Linked DNA regions of Mus musculus: region 1 is linked to region 2. A link is a contact called in public HiChIP or PLAC-seq data. All regions are on one chromosome and are shown on one strand. Each heading gives the region's core, a stretch centred on a gene start, on an enhancer-like site or on the middle of the called end of the contact. The rest is flanking DNA. Distances are from core to core; before and after follow the strand shown.

What was found. HiChIP or PLAC-seq counts read pairs in DNA pulled down with a chosen protein or histone mark.
Region 1: an HNF4G HiChIP or PLAC-seq map of pancreatic cancer cells shows a contact between it and region 2. The contact joins two enhancer-like sites. A contact is called at or near these places in 1 of 39 promoter capture datasets (cranial neural crest), 2 of 115 datasets of contacts at active chromatin or transcription factors (epiblast stem cells and pancreatic cancer cells) and 1 of 9 other capture datasets (embryonic stem cells).

What each region holds. Positions count from the first base shown.
Region 1 is chr15:63,482,965-63,489,205 of GRCm38.p6, forward strand. No RefSeq gene overlaps it. Among named protein-coding and RNA genes, the nearest start is that of Gm25702, 4.8 kb to the left of the region's middle. Within about 2 kb of position 1,442, at least 39 of the 459 cell types and tissues checked have an H3K27ac peak or open chromatin away from gene starts, as enhancers often do. A contact at or near this core is called in pancreatic cancer cells, where this site is marked.
Region 2 is chr15:61,530,499-61,537,083 of GRCm38.p6, forward strand. No RefSeq gene overlaps it. Among named protein-coding and RNA genes, the nearest start is that of Gm24696, 180 kb to the left of the region's middle. Within about 2 kb of position 2,438, at least 64 of the 459 cell types and tissues checked have an H3K27ac peak or open chromatin away from gene starts, as enhancers often do. A contact at or near this core is called in pancreatic cancer cells, where this site is marked.

The sequences.
Region 1 (6,241 bases), core at 192-2,691, 2.0 Mb after region 2:
CAGTCCATTTTTATTTCTAGCACTTAAACTGTATCTATACTCTGTTCGTGATAGCTCTTTATGCTATCTGAATATGTCTACCTTTCTTTCCTTATACCCATGGTTTAAGAATCCCAAGTAGATTTTGTTTCATTTGGTATTTCCATGCTCATTATTTTCTCAAGACTTTATGGTGAGCACTAAAAGGTATGTTTGTCATCATACCCAGTGAGGTGACATAAGAATAGAGGTGAGCACAGGCTTTAAAGACATGTGGCGTGAGGTCCTCAAATTAGTCATCCCTTCTGAACTTGCTTTTATTCAGCCCTAACAAGGAAAGGATAATAATAAGATTTCCATGAAAATAAGAGTCAATGTTCACAAAGTGTCTCAAATATAGTAAGGCATTCAGTAAATGGGAACAGCTGTAATTACCATAATGATCACCTTGGACCATATCAGAATTTAGATGAGAATGTCCCCGCAAAGAATCATGGTCTCCATTTGGTGGTGTTTTGTGGGCAAGTTTAAGAGGTATAGACTTGTTGGAGGAAGTATGTCATTGGAGGTAGGTATAAGGGGTTTAAAAGCCCATGCCATGTGCCATTGCTTTCTTTTTGCTTGTGCTTTCTTTTACTGATGTAAGCTCTGAACTTCCTGATCCAGCTTCCATCCTTCCACTCTGCCATCCTAGACTCTTACCTCTCTGGAACAGAAAGTACAATAAACTCTTTCTTCTATAACTTACCTTGATCATGGTGTTTTATCACAGCAAGAGGAAAGTAACTCCTACAGTTGTACAGAGAAATGGTAGTTTTCCACCAATGTCTTTAAAACCTCAAAGGAATGTGGAAACATTCTGAAGAGAAAGGAGGCGGTAAAAAGAAAAGAAAGTGTATACAACTTAAATATCAACTAAGATCTGAAACATTTATTTACTTATTGCACGAGGCTGTCCCAACAACTCAACATAGAAGATCTACACTTGTTTCTCAAAAGTTAAATTGACTACTTTGTTGTAATTTACCAGACAGTGTAAAGTAGCTCTCCAAGATCCCAAACCCAGCAAATAGACATATCCCATATCCATGGCAATCGGGAGTCTATTCACAGATATATGAATGGATGGTCCCTGTTTTTTAAATATCATAGTATATATTGGTCAAGTATTCTGTTGATATCGGACCACGGAGGCCTCAAAGAAATAGGGGAGGAGCTGATTCTGCCCCAGTTTCTGGCTCTCACTAAAACTAGTTCACTAGCACTATCCGGTTCTTGGTCACTCCACTTCAGAAATGTAGCAACAAAGTCTCCATGATTTCTAAAGTTCTTTTCAGCTCCAACATTTAATGATGATTCTTCTCCCTTCCCCCAAAGAACTCTGCCGGCAATACAGAGCAAAGACACTGAACATATGTAGGAGAGTCACTCCATTTATATTAAATTCCACATTCCTGCAGGGCTATGTAATGTCTGCTGCCCTTCAGTCGACTCCACACACCAATGTTTGTTTACAGTCACCGGGGCATGAAAGGCTATTTTTAAACCTGGCTTTTCATGTAAGAAGGTTAAAACTCAAACTGAATTTGATTTGTTGAAGAACTCAAATCCTCAGGATTATAGCAGGAAGAAAGAGAAATGTAAGTCACTTTAATTACCCTTTGACTCTTCTCTCCCAACTCCCACCCCCATAATTCTGCTAACAAAGATACTATTGGTTAAGCTGACGGTATCCAGGGCAGAAAAGCCTTTGCATTGGCTGCTGATAACCAAGGATCCTTGAGTTGTTTACTTTACATTTTCTTTGGAAACACCATGAAAACTCTTAGAAGGCAGCTGGCTAGGAAGGCAACAAATCCAGAGATATGCACAGCTGGCTATAGTAAAGCATCCAGAAGTTTTATTCAGCTGAGATTTTAATGTCAGGTTCTCCTTTAGCAAACACAGGCTTTGAAATCACACACATGTCAATCCCCAACTTACTAGTAACGTGGCAGAAAGCCTGGCTCACTCTGTCACTAACAAGAGGTTTTTTTTTTTTTTGTTTTGTTTTGTTTTTTTTTCCTGGACTTTGTTTTTCACGTGGAATCCATCTGTCTACTCCAGCATACAACATCAGTTCCCAGAGAGATGAGATTGGTTGGCCATCTCTTGTGGTTCTCCCCCTATTGCTAGCGCCTGGAAAATGTTTCGCTCATAATAGTTTACATATTGCGTAGCTCACTGAGGTGTCCAATCCTAGAGCATTTACTTCCCAGAGATTTCAACAAGCTTTGTAGAGGGCTACTGCATAATCATGTGAGGCATGATTACTGATGAAAGTGGGGTCTGTTTGAGGAGATGATAAAAATACTCTAGAAATGGCTGTATGACTCTGTGAATATAATAAAACTATTGGGTTGTGTTCTTTAAGTGTTTGTCTTAGTAAGTTAGCTACCTCTCAACATGGCTATTTTTTTAAAAGAACCTTCTTTACCACCCCAAATTGAACAAATCAACAAATACCCATATTTAGACCAGAAATTGACATTTATGACTTGAGTAAGTGGTTGAATATCTGGTAACTGAATGAACTGGAGAAAGGGATGATGAAGAAGGAATAGTGTGTCCCATTCAGGAATATAAAATTGTTATCTTCTAATTTCTCTATCTCTAGCTCTCTCTGTCTCTGTCCCTCTGTTCTCTGACTCTGGCTGTCTCTGTGTCTCAGTCTATGTTCCTGTCTATCTCTGTCTCTCTACCTGTCTGTCTATCTCCCTACCTGTCTCTCTGTCTCTTTCTGTTTCTCCATGTCTCTTTCTCTCTATCTCTCTTTGTCTCTCTTGTGTCTCTCTCTGTCTCTCTTGTGTCTGTTTCTGTCTTTCTGTCTCTCTGTCTCTGTCTCTGTCTCTCTCTCTCTCTCTCTCTCTCTCTCTCTCTCTCTCTCTCTCTCTCTTTTTCTCTTTCTCTGACATACAACTTTAACATCTTTCCTGCCCAGCCAGCTACTATGGAGACTTAAAAGCAGATGACCCATCTTATCAAATGATTTTTAATAAAGGTTTCTTTGCTGAATACCAAGCATAAAGAGTGAGTCTAAAATGGGCATGGGAAGTCAAAAATCCTGAGGCACTTAAATTTCTCGGCAGATTCCTTCTTTGTCCATGCCAGAGGTTACCTTGAATGAAATTCATTCATTGACAGGCATTCTCTTTCAGTGACTCAAGGTTTCTTGCAGATTTGTACTTTCCTCCTCTCTCTGAATGTGTTTGTTTTTTCTTTCAGTCACACTACGTGAAGGTGATGACATTTATCTCAGTGAAGGTTCCTTTACATTCTCAACCTGACACAACCAAGAACCATTTGGAAAGAAGACCTCAATGAACGATTGTCTCCATCAGGTTGGCCTATGAACATGTCTATGAAGTATTATCTTAATTAATTTAACTGATGTGGGAGAAGACCGAGACCATTTTAGGACTTCCATCCCTAGGCAGCAGGCCCTGAACGATGCAAAACACAGAGAAGGCAAGCAGGGAGACAACTGTTCGTTCCTTTCTCTCTGTCCTTGACTGTAGATGTGTTGGGCACAGCTGTTTGAAGTTCCTGACTTAACCTCACCATATTGATGGACGATAGGAATTGTGAACTAAAATATTCCCTTTGCTCCACGAAGTTGATTTTTGTTGATACTTTGTAACCGCAACGGAATATAATCCTCTTTATAAAAATTTTAGCCAGAGAGGTAGCAAGGTGGTTGAATGGGTAAAAGCACTTGCCACTGAGTCTGGCTACTTAGGTTTGATCTTAGGATGCACGTGGGTCAAAGAAGAAAATGACTCAAGGCAGTTGTCCTCTGACCTCCACAAATGTTACATAGCAAACAGCATGTACATGTACATATACAGACACATAAACAAACAAACATATACATGTACATATACAGACACATAAATAAATAAATAAATAAATAAATAAATAAATAAATTGTTTTTTAATCATTAAGGTTGTTCTGATTTAATATTTAGTGGGTTATTTATTTCAATTTACACTTGTCTAACTTAGTGACTTCTCTGTGCCACAAATTCAGTACTGGTGCACTGTCCCCACAGAAGGTTAGTATGCAACTGTGATTATGTGGGTAGTTATTAGAATTATAGCACCCAAGCACTGCAAATCTTTTAGCTTTCTTGTCTCAGACTTAGGTCAGTGATAGTCAAGGTAGATAGTTAGCAATTATATTTTCTCTCTCCCATTCACCTTTTCTCTGGATAAGAGGGTTTTCTAATTGAGAGATGTTTATGAGATCTGACTTTTATCTGTTATCTGTATATACAAATAAAGACCATCTTTGTTCTTCTATTAGCACGTGAGAATACCTGGGCTACTGAGTATAACAAATTCTATGCCAACTGCAATCCTAAATCTCCAACTTCACTCTAGCTTTGACCAGATGACCTTTCCCTAAGGCTGCTCAAGCACTTATTAATTATAGTCAGTATGATTTCAATTGCTATTTGTTCCCTATGCAGAATCCTGTGTGTGAAATGAAAATTGGTTTGTGTGATTTTTTCAAACAGTTGGGTCAATGACCATAGTAGAATTGAAATCTCACCCTTCAACTATGCTGAAAATATTTGGCAGCATTTCCAAAGCTTATGAGAGCTGGGTTTGATGCCTATGACTTACTGAGTACCAGGCAGTATTCTCATCTTTAATGAATTTTTGTTGTTGGTGGTGGTGGTTTTTTGTTTTTTGTTTTTTTTTTTTTGTTTTGTTTTTTGTTTTTTTTGTTTTGTTTTGTTTTGTTTTTTTGAGACAGGGTTTCTCTGTGTAGCCTTGGCTGTCCTGGAACTCACTTTGTAGACCAGGCTGGCCTAGAACTCAGAAATCCGCCTGCCTCTGCCTCCCAAGTACTGGGATTTAAGGTGTGTGCCTCCACGCCTGGTATTTTAATGAAATTTAAAAGAGAAGCTGTAAGAATATGTTCAAAACCCTAATTTTGGCTTTCCTTTTAAAATAAATGCAGGAATTTCAGTATATTTATATTTGGTGGTAACCTCAGAAATCCAACTTTTGAACTGAGTGAGAAAAGCTAAATCTCAACAACAGCTATACTTAAAGAATATCCTAGGAAGCAACAGGCCAAGGGCAGAATTTAGGAGAGCAGGAGGCAGAGCCCGGGCATGGGCCAGCAGTCTGAGGAGTGGTGCTTGTTGCTGGCACACCATGTGAATCTGATGAGTCGTCCTATGAAGGAACAGAGCCATTTGCAACACAACTGCTGTTTGGAAAGGTCATCTTCTTACTGAGCTTGGCTGTCTGCTACATGCTCCCTGTGAAGTAGAAGATCCACAAACATTTTAAAGCTCCTGGCACTACTGACTTTGGATCTGTGGGCAGTATTTGGATCAATAGCAGTATTGTTGTCAATGGAAAAACTCAGAGACACACACACACATGTACCCTAGGTTAGCTTCACACTTACATGTTCCTGGGGATTGCTTTAACTTGTGGTATCCCTGGCCCTGCCCCCCCCCCCACCCCCCAATGACTGGATTCGTAAGAATGCACAGCCGAGCCTGGTTCATGTGTGCTGAGGACCAATCCCAGGACTCTATGCATGCTGAGTGCTGAGAACTGAACACATGGACTCACACATCATACATACATGGGTAACCTCTCCCATTTACCCCCGAGATTCAGATTTTTCAGCCATCTCTCCAGCATACACATTAAGCATTTGAAAATAGAAACTACTGATATTGGATGATAGCAAGGTTCAGAAGACCTTCCAGAGGATTTCTAGGATCTTCTGTCCTCAAGGAATCCATTACAGACTTCTACTTGCAGAAAAAAAAGCAAGAATGGCTGATTAGGACAAAACATACTCCCAAGGGAGGAGTTGGGCAGGAAGAAAGAGATAAGATGGAAACCACTCTGCCATAAAGGACCTGGGCTCTTCTGGCTCACAGCCACCCATCATGGCTCCTCTTAATGGGGCCCTGGGTGCAGCTTGGATCCTTACACTTACTGGCAAGTACTTGGCCAACTGAGCCATCCCCCAACTCTGTGTTGTCTTTTCTATACATCCTCAAGCTGCTATAGACAAAAGAGAAGTGAGACATTTTCTCTCCCTAAATCTGGGCCAAACTATGAAGATACTGCTTCCCTTTCCAGTGTCAGTCTCAGTCTGTGACAGGGGTCAGGAGTGGACCTGCCTGGCTTCCCATTTACAGTAATGCAGAGTAGCTTCAATGACAAATGGCCCCATGGACATCAA
Region 2 (6,585 bases), core at 1,188-3,687:
AAGACAGTTAAGGAAAGCACAGGAGCTCACTTAGAAGTAATACAGCATGGCTCTCCCCACCCTCTGAAACTTTGATCAAGAAAGGTAACCTTGAAGTACTGTGGTGTTTTCCCGCTCTCTAACACTGCAAGTGCAATCCGTAAAAGCAGAATATGAGAAGCGCAAATGTAAAGTAGAAGTATAAATACTCAGTGCAATGGAAAGAAGAGAAAACTTTTAATCATGCCTTGAAGAGTACTATAGAAGATAGTTGTTCGTATGCTGTGCACAACCAATGCATATGTGTTTCCATATACTCATCAAACAAAACAAAACGAAACAAACATACAAAAAATAAATGACTCCCTCTCCTCTCCTTGGTAGCACCTAGTGTTCTTAAACTCTTCACTTAACCTCAAAGCTCGTGTTTGGTCATTTATTGCTACATCTAATAAATGTGAATGACATACATCATGTCAACCTTGTGCTGGATGCCCAAGGGCCATAATGAACAAGGCAGACATTATCCCTGTTCTTCTACATCTTAATATCCAGGAGCAGACAGGTATTCAGAAACAAATCAAGGTTTTGCTTTTCATAACCTTTGTTCTATATGTTTGATTTGTCATAAAATCTGTTCAACAGCAGCAACTGGGTGTTATGAAGACAATGGTAAATTCTCCAAGGAGTTCTCAGCAGGTGCTGTTGTTTTGTTTGTTTGTTTAAGGCAACTCCGTGTCTCTGGTAAGAAGCAGGTTTGATATCATACTAGCTGGCAGTTTACAACCGTGCCTTTCTTCCCTTTTCGATGTTCCATAGAAAAGGCTGCAGATTCTGGATTCTCATTCTGCAGCCTTCCTCAACCACGAGGAAAAGCCATCTTACTCAGTTCCAGGCAAGAAGATGTTGAAGGCCCATTTTCAAGAGTCCTTAAGGGAATGCTTTTTACATGTCAAATGGATATGAGTAAGAAAAAGTGCAGTCTACCTGGGCCTCTCGGTTTCCTAAGCTTGAATTCAGCTGGCCATGGGAGATTGCCCAGTCTGTGGCGATGAATGAAATGAGGGAGAATTACATCAGTATTAGTTTACTTCCCTGATAGTCTTGAGCCACAGAGTAAGACACACCAATCATTTTGCTACATAAAAGAATTGTGTCTGAACTATTTCCCTTTGGCTATTGTGTTACTTGGTACTTACATGTTACTTGGTGATAGGTTTTTGTGGTGGTAGTACTGATGGTGGTCGTGACGGTGGTGCAAGTGGGAGTGGTATTGTTGAGTCTTGATTCAGAAATCAGGAGGGTATTGAAGTATTCATGGGTTGTATCATTTTGATAACCAGGCACTATTGGGTGATAACACTGATTTCCAGTGTAAGCCAAGAATTTGCAGGAAGTTCAGGATGCCTTTTTCTTTTCTTCTCTTCTCTTCTTTTCTCTTCTCTTCTCTTTTCTTTCTTTCTTTGTTTTTTTTTTGTTTGTTTTTTTGTTTTTTAATGAACATTAGGACCTCATGAGTGGATAAGCACAGGCAACTGAAATTTTTGTTCTCTATAGGGTCCTCCTAAATTCTTAAATTTTCATTGCTTCAGGACTTGCATTTTCACAGGAATTAAACAATGGATATAAAAGAAGAGAGATAAACAATCACACCCAGAGTGACTTCCCACTCTTCATTGTCTCATGCAAAGGAAAGAAATTCTTTGGGTGAGTTCCTTCCAAAGCAAACATCCTGAGCACCTAGGCATCCCACTTGTGGATCACAGTAGCCAGCAGGATGACTCACTGGTATTCATGGAACTCCCTGTTGCCAGTGAATTACACTGAGAAGTTTCTAGGCAGCCACATTGCTGGCGATGAAGAGGTCGGGGGCTAGGAGTTGCCCAAATGGGTCACTTTCTAGAATGGTTCTTGATATACTGAGAACTGGGATCTTGGTATTCTAACAGGATCTTTTCTACCGGTAGCATATGCACTTATAGAGCGAGGGAATTAAAATGCAGTGGGTTAAGTTGAAAGCTTAATGCCATGCCATCTGCAAAAACTCAATACTTTTCAAGCTTATATACCCTGCACTCTATCTAAACTACTTGTCCTGCCATCTGCTTTTGTTCTGTAAATAACTATTCCCAATCCAACTGCCTACTGAACAACTAGCCAATGATTCAGTTAATAATTATAAACCTTAACAATCCAGCAAGCAACCACATACAAAGGAACTAGATATCACTTGTCTGAATATTTGATAGTCATGCAAGACCGAAAATGGGCCTTCTGGAACAACAGTCATGTTGGGAACTGTTGGGGAAGGGGCAGGGTGGGGTGGATTGGTGGGTTTTGAATGAAACGTTGCCTTAACGGTCCCAGTTCAATCTTTCCCACACAAGCTCAAGCCCACATCTCACAGAAGTATTATATCTGTTCACTTCCTTGTACTTCGCTCCAAGAATGAGTGAGTCATGGTTTAAGGACAAATTCTTAACATAGGTGCTACAGGCAAACAAAGGAAAACCAAACGCCTCATTCTTCTATTTCTCCTTTAAAAGGAAACTCATGCTGGAGGCATTTGGGTAACATTCCTTTTATATAACAGCACGAACTTCATCTGAAGGAAGAAACAGTGCAGCTGTAGAAACGGGTAGGTGTGGGATTGCTCTTCTCTCACCTATGACCCTTCCTGGCCGTATCTTAATGTAATACCACAAGTTCTGGGCCAGCACTGAATGTGAAGGTGGGACATGGAAAAAGGACATACAGAAGAGGCAGCATGCTTGTCCTGTGTTAGGACATGATGAGGCAGGCTCTTTAAATGCATGGGTGGCTCAGATAGATGGGCTGGGGTTATATCCTGTTCTGATGTTTATTGGCTGTGTGATTCTGGCAATGTAGTAGAGGACTGCTGTGAGTTATCACACCGTTGGAAAAATCAGGATTATATCAAAAGTTAATAGATAATTTATGTTCAGCTGTGTCTGATACACATAGATTCACTGAACCCTGTAGAGTTCAGTGCTGGCTTCTTCTTCAAGACGAGAAACTGATTTTCTTTGTTTTAGGTTTTTGGTTTTGTTGTTGTTTGTTTGTTGTTTTGTTTGGCTTTCATTTTGCCCTGTATTTGAGACTGAAGAAGAACTTACAGGAATGTTCTAGAAACAGGAGAAATTAACTTGTCTCAACAATAGCTCAGATGTGAGACCTCAGAGCTAACCACACATTAACTGCTTTGTGGTCAGATTAAAAAAAAAAGCATGCAGGCCATCTTTACTCCTAATAATTTCTGCATCTCAGAATATGAAAAACTTTTATGTAATATCTTAGATAGTTTCTATTAATCTATTAATCTATCAATGTCCTGAATAGATTTGGTGGTTGCTCTTTGGAACCATTTCACACTGGTAGTGTATCAGATGGCACTCAGAAACATAGGCAGGCAGTGCTTAAATGAAAGAGGTTCCATTCTTCTCTTGTAGAACAGCATTGTCTCCTTCCAGCCAGATCACCATCATTAATTTTATTTAACAGTCTTTTTGAAGAGACATTTTTTTCACTCGTACTATTTCTACTGTGCCACTTCCTGTGTCAGGACATTCGTCCTTTGTGTGTAACTGTTCTCTATGTCCCCTGCTTTGCTTTCTGAGTTTGCTCCCCACATCTGAACTGGAATCACTCCCTTATTGGCTGTGAGGTGCTATCTCCTAGCAACATCAGAAGCTACACTCAAAAGATCTAACCAACCTGACTGTCCAATGTGAAATGAACAAGGATGGACAAAGATGATAGCAATGGACTTTCAAAGTGGATGGAGTCCCTGAGGTCTCTGCCCTAAACAAGGAACTATTGATAAGTGAGCAAAGCTAGGAGTGGGAGAGATGATCTTTCTCAGGGAAGAACACACTAATTGGTTATCCAACACCAACTGATCAACCTTAAAAGCATAAGTAAAAGGAACATTATATAGTCTGAAGAGGTTATATTTAGGAATATTTATGCATATATGTGTATATGTATAAATGTTTATGTGGGTATGTATATGTGTATATTTATATATCTGTATATGTATATTTAGGAATATGTATATGTATATATGCATACATACCTGCATGCAACAACAATTAAGGAAAAAAGAGGTCATGAATTTAAAGGAGAGTGAGGATTTGGAAGGAGAAATGTTATAATTGTATTACAATCTCAAAAAATTCCAAACATAATATTTATTCATAGAAAAAAACAATAAAGACAATTTACACAATATGTTCCTCACAATATGCTATACATTTGTAATCAGTGGATTCTGATGACAAATAATTATCTTTCCACTAATTCCTAGATTTAATTTCTATTTTTAACTTATGATTTCTCCATTTTTCCAATAGTCAACTTGAAAAAAAAATCCTGCTTACTTCATTTATTGGATGTCTAGTTTTCTGGGTTTTCAGAAAATAATAACATTATAATTTTTCACTTAGGAGAATTTTTCATATAGTTGTTTTTGCTTTGCTTTGGACCAAAAACTAGCATTTACAGTTGTCTGTTGGATAAAAGCGAAAAATATCATCTGTCTAAATGTTTTTCACATATTAAGAAAATGTATCTATTTGTTTGTTGTGTACATGTTTGTTTATGTGTGCATGCTTAATACTTACATATGGGTATATACATATTCATGTTTGTGAGGCTGCAGGAGCGACAGGATGCTTGTGGAGCTCAGAGGACAACCTCAAATGTTACCCTTCCCTTCCTCTTGGTTTGAGACGGTTTGCCTGTCTTTCACCCCTGGGTGTGCGTGCAAACCTACGATGATTCTGATGTCTCCTTCTCTTATTTCATTGAGGCAACAATGGTATTATACAAAGCACGTTACCATCCCCAGCTCCACATGGATTCAGGGGATTAGCATTCAGCGGCTCAAACCTGCTTGACAAATGCTTTAACCACTGAGCTGCCTCCTCAGTCCCAGGCAAGCTTATTGAAATCACTGACGTTACACCCCTTAAAATTCTTTTGCCAGATTCTTCTGTCACTTTTTTGTTTGTTTGTTTTTCTGTTTTTCTGTCACATTCTGATTCAGGCAGCTATATAGTTTTTTCTTACATGGATAGGATGATCTTCTATTGGGGGCAGAAAACCCTCTGACGTGTCTTTTTGAATTGTTTACCTTACTCTTACATAACAGGCTCTGACTAGATGCTGTGGATTTTTAATTCTTCCGTTCTTAGTTGATTCAGTCTCTAAGCTTTGCTGTGCAGTCATGAAGTAGCAGTCATTTCACACACACTGCAGAGTTATAAAAATGTATAAAGAGATATACACTGTAAAGACCCAGCAGAGCAGCTCCTACACAGTAGACAATGACCCATTCTAGTGTTTTTCCTTCCTGCCCTCTAAGCTATCTATGTCCCTCTCCCAAGAATGCAATGTTGGGTGTGGAAAAACGTTATCCTAATTGCTATTTACAGCACTTCCAGACAAGAACCTCAGGGTTCCTCTGTATTGTTGATCACTGACCTGTGCATTTGAAAGAGGCTCTAAAGATATAAGATAACATCTAGAGATAGAAAAGAATAACAGCACTGCTTGAGCTTGAGAAATTTGTATGTGAGAAATAGAACAGCTTTGTGTACAGCTCATGAGTCTCTGCCTCGTGAATGGATTAATGCCCTTATTGCAAGAGTCAGTTAGTCATTCAGGGAGGGGTTCCTAGGGGAAGGCTGAGTTTGCTCCCTCACGTGTTTGTACTTTTGCATGGGCTTTTGGCTTCTGCCACGGTATGATACAGCAAGCAGACCCTTACCATATGGCTCCGTGACCTTGGACTTCCCTGCTTACAGAAGTTTAAGAAATGAGTCTCTGTCAACTACAATTACCCAGTTGCAGGCATTCCATTAAGGCAGTACAAAGTGGAATAAAACAAATACTAGTTCCAAACTGGATCAAAGGGTAGCTTATGAAATAATGTAGTCATTGTTCTCTTAGCTTTACTCCAATAAGCCAAGGATGCACTGGTATATCAGAGGTAGGCATGGATTCTTGGATTTCCCCTTTTACACAAAGGAGACAACACAGGCATGAAGTTCCAGGCACCTTGCCCATCTTTTGTAACCTGTTCTTTTTCTCTCTCTGATGGTGACTTCAGATTCAATCTCTGCTGTTCCCTAGCTTAAAGCACTGGGGCGTCCTCAAGGCTCCCTCTCGAAACATGCCAGCAGCAGCTGTGACCCTTCTAAGGATATGGAATCAGTGTTCTGGAAAATGAAGGTGCACACACACACACACACACACACACATGCATGCACGCAACTTAGCAATATCAGAGAAAGTCTTTTGGGAATTTCATTTAATACATTCACTTTCATATTTTTACTCATAACCCATGCTCATTAAATAATACTAAGTTGTTTGTTCTTCTCTCCTTCCCTCATAAATTTCTGAAACGATTTTTTGTTGTTGTTCTTAGGAGACTAAATGCTTCTGTGAAGATAGCACTTAAAAAAAAAAAGTAATGTTGCTTAGTAGCACAAAGTTCATATAATGCATACATTAAAGGAGCCAGCCATTATCTGCATACACCATCACCCTGAGAATCAGAACACTCTAGAAAAACATGGT